Regions from separate parts of the Zea mays genome. Here region 2 is linked to region 1. The links are chromatin contacts, called in public Hi-C maps. All regions are on one chromosome and are shown on one strand. Each heading gives the region's core, a stretch centred on a gene start, on an enhancer-like site or on the middle of the called end of the contact. The rest is flanking DNA. Distances are from core to core; before and after follow the strand shown.

Evidence for each region. A called contact is a pair of places that touch in the nucleus more often than the background predicts.
Region 2: a contact with region 1 is called in a Hi-C map of endosperm, with 3 times the contacts expected there. The contact joins the promoter of LOC100277347 here to the promoter of LOC100282858 in region 1. A contact is called at or near these places in 3 of 25 Hi-C or Micro-C datasets (bundle sheath, endosperm and tassel).

What each region holds. Positions count from the first base shown.
Region 1 is chr6:95,634,688-95,637,581 of Zm-B73-REFERENCE-NAM-5.0, forward strand. It overlaps LOC100282858 (plant-specific domain TIGR01589 family protein), which reads left to right and starts at 1,380. Exons shown (of 6, transcript NM_001412200.1): 1 at 1,380-1,660; 2 at 1,751-1,893; 3 at 2,371-2,476. The coding sequence starts at 1,867.
Region 2 is chr6:95,929,440-95,932,333 of Zm-B73-REFERENCE-NAM-5.0, forward strand. It overlaps LOC100277347, which reads left to right and starts at 1,506. Exons shown (of 1, transcript NM_001150939.2): 1 at 1,506-2,569. The coding sequence starts at 1,720. The coding sequence ends at 2,364. LOC103629584 (60S acidic ribosomal protein P3-like) reads left to right here. Exons shown (of 2, transcript NM_001329682.1): 1 at 1-112; 2 at 241-653. The coding sequence ends at 402.

The sequences.
Region 1 (2,894 bases), core at 130-2,629:
AGGCGTGGAGCTCGCTCGTCCAGAGTTGCAAGGCACATGGCGAAGACGCGCTGGGAAGGAGAGCGGCAGATACGCTGGTAGACATGGGACGAGAGGACGCGGCCACCAGCTTGCAGGTGTCGAGATACTTCTACGAGATTGGGGACGGCGAGAATGTCTCGAGGATTAAAGGCATGGCAAGTGGGCAACGGGTGAAGGAGATCAGCGGTCGCAGCTCGGTCGAGATCGGCCACGGAATAATCTAGCAGCCGAGGTTAAAGAACGGTATGGATTGTTCAATTCCGTAGTTGGCTGGCTGGTTGGTTGGTTCACAATGTTTAATATACAACTGATGGTCTGAACGGATGGGAGATAGGAAATACCAAAGTAGAATCTCTTTAGGTGGATCGGGGAATTGTTGTGTTTAGTACTCATCAATATGTGATTATCGAAGCTTCACAACTTGAACATGATAACAATTTCTGGTGAAAACAATCGAGTTCCAATTCAACCACATACTGCTTGGTTGGTTGGTTCACAAAGTTTGAGCTGGTACTGGCAACCTACGCATCGCAGGAGGAAAGGCCATGCTGCCAGCGTACTAGGTCTGGGGCACAAGCTCTCCTTGCTCCAGATCTGAATCTTGGGCAAGGCACATGTTGTCTGTGCAGGCAGGCTGGTCTCATTCGTCTTTCCTATCGTCTTTTCGGACACTGCTTGCTCTCACAATCTGGGGCCCGTCGAATGTCTCTGCACTTGGCAGCAACAGGATGGTGCCCCTCCTCCCTGTACTGTACTTACGTGGATGCGAAGTGCAACTGTGCAGTGCAGTTTCCTGAAAGCGGAAAAGGCCAAACCGGGTGGTGCAAATGTGTAAACAGAGTGTAGTTTGAAACAAGGAGTCAAATATGTGTTAGGGCAGTGATGCTGTTGGAGATAAACTTAAGCATGCAGTATAGATATACGATGATGCTGATGGTGGTGCGTCTTTGTATATTTTATTTTATTTGTGCTCCCCACCACCACCACCATCACACACCTACCTACCACCAGTTGCCATCCATCCAATCATGCAGTGACACTAATAGCTGTTATACAAAGACGAAAACACACTCTGTTCCTGTTAGTTACTTGGTAAACTGAAGTTGGGTTTAGGACTCTGAGCTGGGCTGGTACAGTGACATGATAAACCACCAGTAAATGGCCTGAAATGAAAAGACAGACAGCGCATGGATACCCAACTGTGTGGCACAAACAAGCAGTGAAACAATGTGAATCAGGAAACAAAAGAGAAGAAAAGAAAATAAAGGAGAAAGATTCAGTGGTGGTGCTGGGTGCGGGGTGTATCAAATATTTCCCTGAGCCCCGGATAACCGGATTCCAGAGCGGCGGCCTGCGACAGGAACAGTGGGTGGGGCCGGGAGCGCCTCTCGCTCTCCACTACCAGTCCACCACCTCGCTCGCAGCTCTTTCCTCCTCCTTTTCCTTCCTTTTTTCTTTTTTTCCCAGCCCACCTCGCTCGCTCCCTTCCCTTCCCAGTGGAAGTGGATTGGTTGATTGATCGCACAGAGCTCGCCTCACATCCACACAGCCCGAGCTGCTGCCCGCCCACCCGCCTGTAGCTCCCCTCCTCACGGAGCAGGCAGGCAGGCAGGCTGGGATTCCCGTCGAAGCAGGGCAGGTACGGCACGGCCCGCCCGGTTGAATCCCTCGGCCTCCCTCCGCGGGGGCTAATTTGTCTCGCTCGTTCCCGTCTCTACTGCTGCTGCAGGAGCTAGGGCGGGTGGAGGAGCCTTTGCCCGGGAACGAGGAGAGGAGGTGGCAGTGGCACCCCGCGGCTAGGGCAGCGAGAGAGGGGCGAAGAGGAAGGCGGCGGGCGCGTCCGCCATGGCTAGCGAGGAAGTACTCCACAAGGCCGGTCTCGCTACTCTCGCCTCTACTTCTACTCCGTCGCCTTTGCCGCTGCATCCATTCCCAGTCTACCCCGCGCGGGCTCCCTCGCCTACCTACCAGCTTTAATTGTCGCTTCGCGCGGATTTAATTGTCGCTGCTCCTTGCGGTTTTGCTTTGCTCCGGGGCCTTGCTGCTGCCTGCTGGTACCGTACCGACTCCGCGTCAAGGAACATGCTGCTTTCGGGCCCCATGTTCAAATTGCTAACCTAGGGTTTGGGTGGAACACCAAGGGTCTAGACAGACATCTAGAAGAGTTTGTGTATGCTTATTTTGATGGATTGGTAAGATTTGCTAACCTAGGGTTTCAGCGAATCCTGTATTCTGCCAACTTTTTCCTCAGTATGGAGCGAATTGTACCTAAAAGAGTTTGTGGATGCTTATTTTGATGGATTGATAAGATGGCTCATCTGACTCCGCCTGCTAATTCCTGTTGCACAGGTCCAGAATCTTATAGAGCGCTGCCTTCAGATGTACATGAACAAGAAAGAAGTGGTTGATGCCCTCTCCCACCACTCCAGGATAGAGCCTTGTATCACTGAACTTGGTAACGCTCACTGTTCGTTCTCTCCTCTTCCTCTCGTCCAGCCAGACGACTCATTCCTCTTGCTTGCAAGTCGGTCCGAAGTTAATTCATATACAGATCTTATTCTACCATTGGTCCAATGTTACATCTGTGATTCTGTACTATGATGCAATGCAGATATAATGCTTTACAACAATAACTGAGCCTTTTTAGTCTCCGTACAATGTTTGAAGTAAACAATTCTCTTTGCCCGTGTATCAATTGTGTTGTCTTATGTGTTCGACAACCAAATATGGCTTGCGTGTGTGGGTCCTGCGCCAAGCATTAATCGCCGGTCGGCTCTGTTTTTATTTGGTTAGAGAGATTCGAGATCTGATTGGTGTGCTTTTCATAAGCCACACGATCTCCTCAACCCTATATATGTACACTAGGTCTATCA
Region 2 (2,894 bases), core at 256-2,755, 290 kb after region 1:
CACCCCCTACGAGCTGCAGCGCCGCCTCGTCGCCTCCGCCTCCGCGGCCGACTCCGCGTCCGGCGTCCAGTCGTCCTTCTCCATGGTCACCCCCAGCTCCGCCGTCTTCCAGGTCCGCTCGCCGACGCTGATCCAACGTTTGGGCAAGATGTGTCCCTGTATTGGGCAGCGATGGGTCTAGGCTGTAGTTTTTTGTCCATCACCCACACATCCAGATGTTGAATGCTTAACCCTGTGCAGGTGATCGTCGGTGGTGGCGCGATGATGGTTAGTGGCGGCGGCGGCGGCGGCGCGTCCGCCGCCGCGTCGGGTGGTGCTGCGGCCGAAGCTCCCAAGGAGGAGAAGAAGGAAGAGGAGAAGGAAGAGAGCGACGACGACATGGGATTCTCCCTGTTCGACTAGAGACAGAGTTAAGCTGCGTGTGCATGGTTGCTGTTCGGTCGTGTCGCGAAACGTGAAGAGCTCAAGCGGCCTTTTTGTTCCAGTCCCACATGTGAGAGCTTGATACGTTGTCTGGAATGAAAAATTTTCTCCAAAATTCACGAATATATATTGCGTACGCACAATACTGTAGATTAAACAATGACTTGTGTAGAGCTGTAAAATCGACGCAATTATATGAAAGCAGCACTGGAGTTTCAAACTGACAAGCATTTACATCATCACAAACTGTCAGATTCTGAGTCAGCTATCTTGTATGCTGCTGCTGTCCTCCAGAGCACAGATGGATTGGCAGTAGCGGCCACTCTTGTCCCTCGGGCCCACTCGCCTGTTGCACCGACCACCGAGGGAGGACCGGAGTAGGTGTGGGGGGAAAACTGTAGAACATGTGGGATGTAAAATCTAGTCTAGTTTTGGGATCGGTTACGAATTTGTCTAAAACAAATAGTTTGGATGAGACGAGTGGAAAACATGGGTGGTGTTGATTTCAGAAACGAATGGCGATATGACATGTGTTTTGGGATCAGAGTATTTTCGTATTTACATCCTACTTGAGTTATCGGTTCCGTACGTCGCCGGTTGGTTGTTTCGGAGTCCGTAGAAGAAAAATAGCCTAGGAATCGTGCTGCGGCGCGCACGTCGCACGGGACGGGATGAAGAGGAGAAGAAAGTCTGGAATTCTCTCTCGATTCCTCCAAGGAACGTAACATCGTGTCAGGACCTACAACCTTGTGAGGAGATTCAGTCTACTGCACTCTCTGTTTGTAACCCTGTTTCAATCAACGAACTGACCCTTTCTCTTAGGAAAAAATTAATTTTTTTTAAAAAATATTATATTATCATATAACATATTATAATATAATATAATGTATTATAGTCCCGAAAGCAACCGCGTAAAAAAAGAATACCTTTTTGTATTAGTGCAATGAAGAATAGAATTAGCTTCCTTGACCGACCTCCCATTTGATTTGGGTTTCCTGATCCGGTCCACACTCTTGCTTGCTTGCCCACCACTTCTACCTCCAATACTTGTACCCCAAGTCCCACCCAACCGAGAACCGACCAACCAAACCACCGGTGCGGTGCGGCCATGGTTGGCCTTGGCGACTCCAACACACTTGCCCAACCATCCACACGCGCATGGTCTGATGGTCCTGCCCTTTCCCCTTGCTTGTATAGTTAGTTGCCAATTGCCATCGCCAACTACCTCCTCTCCTCGCTCCTCCAACCAAACAAGCCACCCCCCACGAAACCCGCAATCCCAGCCGAAGCCGGACGATGAAGAGGGACGGATGGCAGCACGGCGCCGTCCGGGGCAGCCGCAGCAAGGTGCTGAGGACGGCCGCCGGCGACGACAACTCCGACGCCGACGCGGTCGTGGAAACGGCGGCGGCGGCGGCGAGGAAGCCGACGAACGCGTCCCGGAGCACGGGCAAGTGCCGGCGGGCCCGGTGCGCGGGCTGCCACGCGCACCCGGTCTCCAAGGCGCGCGACAAGGCCAAGGGCGCGCGCAAGCTGCGCGCCTGCGACGTCGCGCTCAACCACCGCCTCGTGTCCTGGCGCGTCGTCGACCAGGGCCCCGGGTACAGCGGCGCGTCCGCCTCCTCCCTGCTGGCGTACCTGGCCGGTGGAAGCAGCTGGCACGAGGAGGAGGAGGACGACGACGAGGGCGGAGCGGCGCCCGACGGCCGGCTCTCTGACCTCTACGACCTCTTCGTCGGCCGCGGGCAAGAGGAGGACGGCGTGGATGCTGTAGGAGAGATTCAGGCAGTTGAAGAGCAGGGGCTGCTGGATGCCAAGGATGGCGAGGAGGAGGAGGTGGAGGACGACGGCGACGACATGGGGTTCTGCATGGTTGGCACCACCATCGCGCTGGAGTTCTCCGACGGCGAGGAGGACTGGATCGTGGTCGAGGAGATCTGATTCCCATCTCGTCGTCCTCGGTTTGGCAAATTGGGAAGGGTTCCAATTTGCGAATAAGACATCCTGCCCATCCTCTGTCGGTGCTGTGGTGTGTATGTATATACTACTCCTGCTATGTTCTGTGTGCATATGGTAATCTGATCGTGGTCATGGATTATTACATGATTCAAAAAAAAACATGAATGAATTTCTCATCTGTGAATGAACGAATAATAAAGTTGACAATTGGATTCTTCAAGTGTTAATTGTTCCTTCCGAAGCGTTCTTGTTCCCGCTCTGCAGGTACACCGTTCGATCAACTCTTTCCTCTGCAATATTAATGAGTGTTTGGGTTCCTCTCAAAAAAAATTTCTTGGTTGCTTCAGTTCCAACTGTCACGGACCCTGTTGTTTGTGTGTGGTCTACGTAATAAACTTGCAGTTGTTGCGCTGTACTACTACTGGGTTCCGTTTTAAATTGTTTGCCACCTACCTACCTGCCCTGCCCCTTTTCACTCTCTCAAGCTTTCTTCATGCAAAAAAAAACTCGAC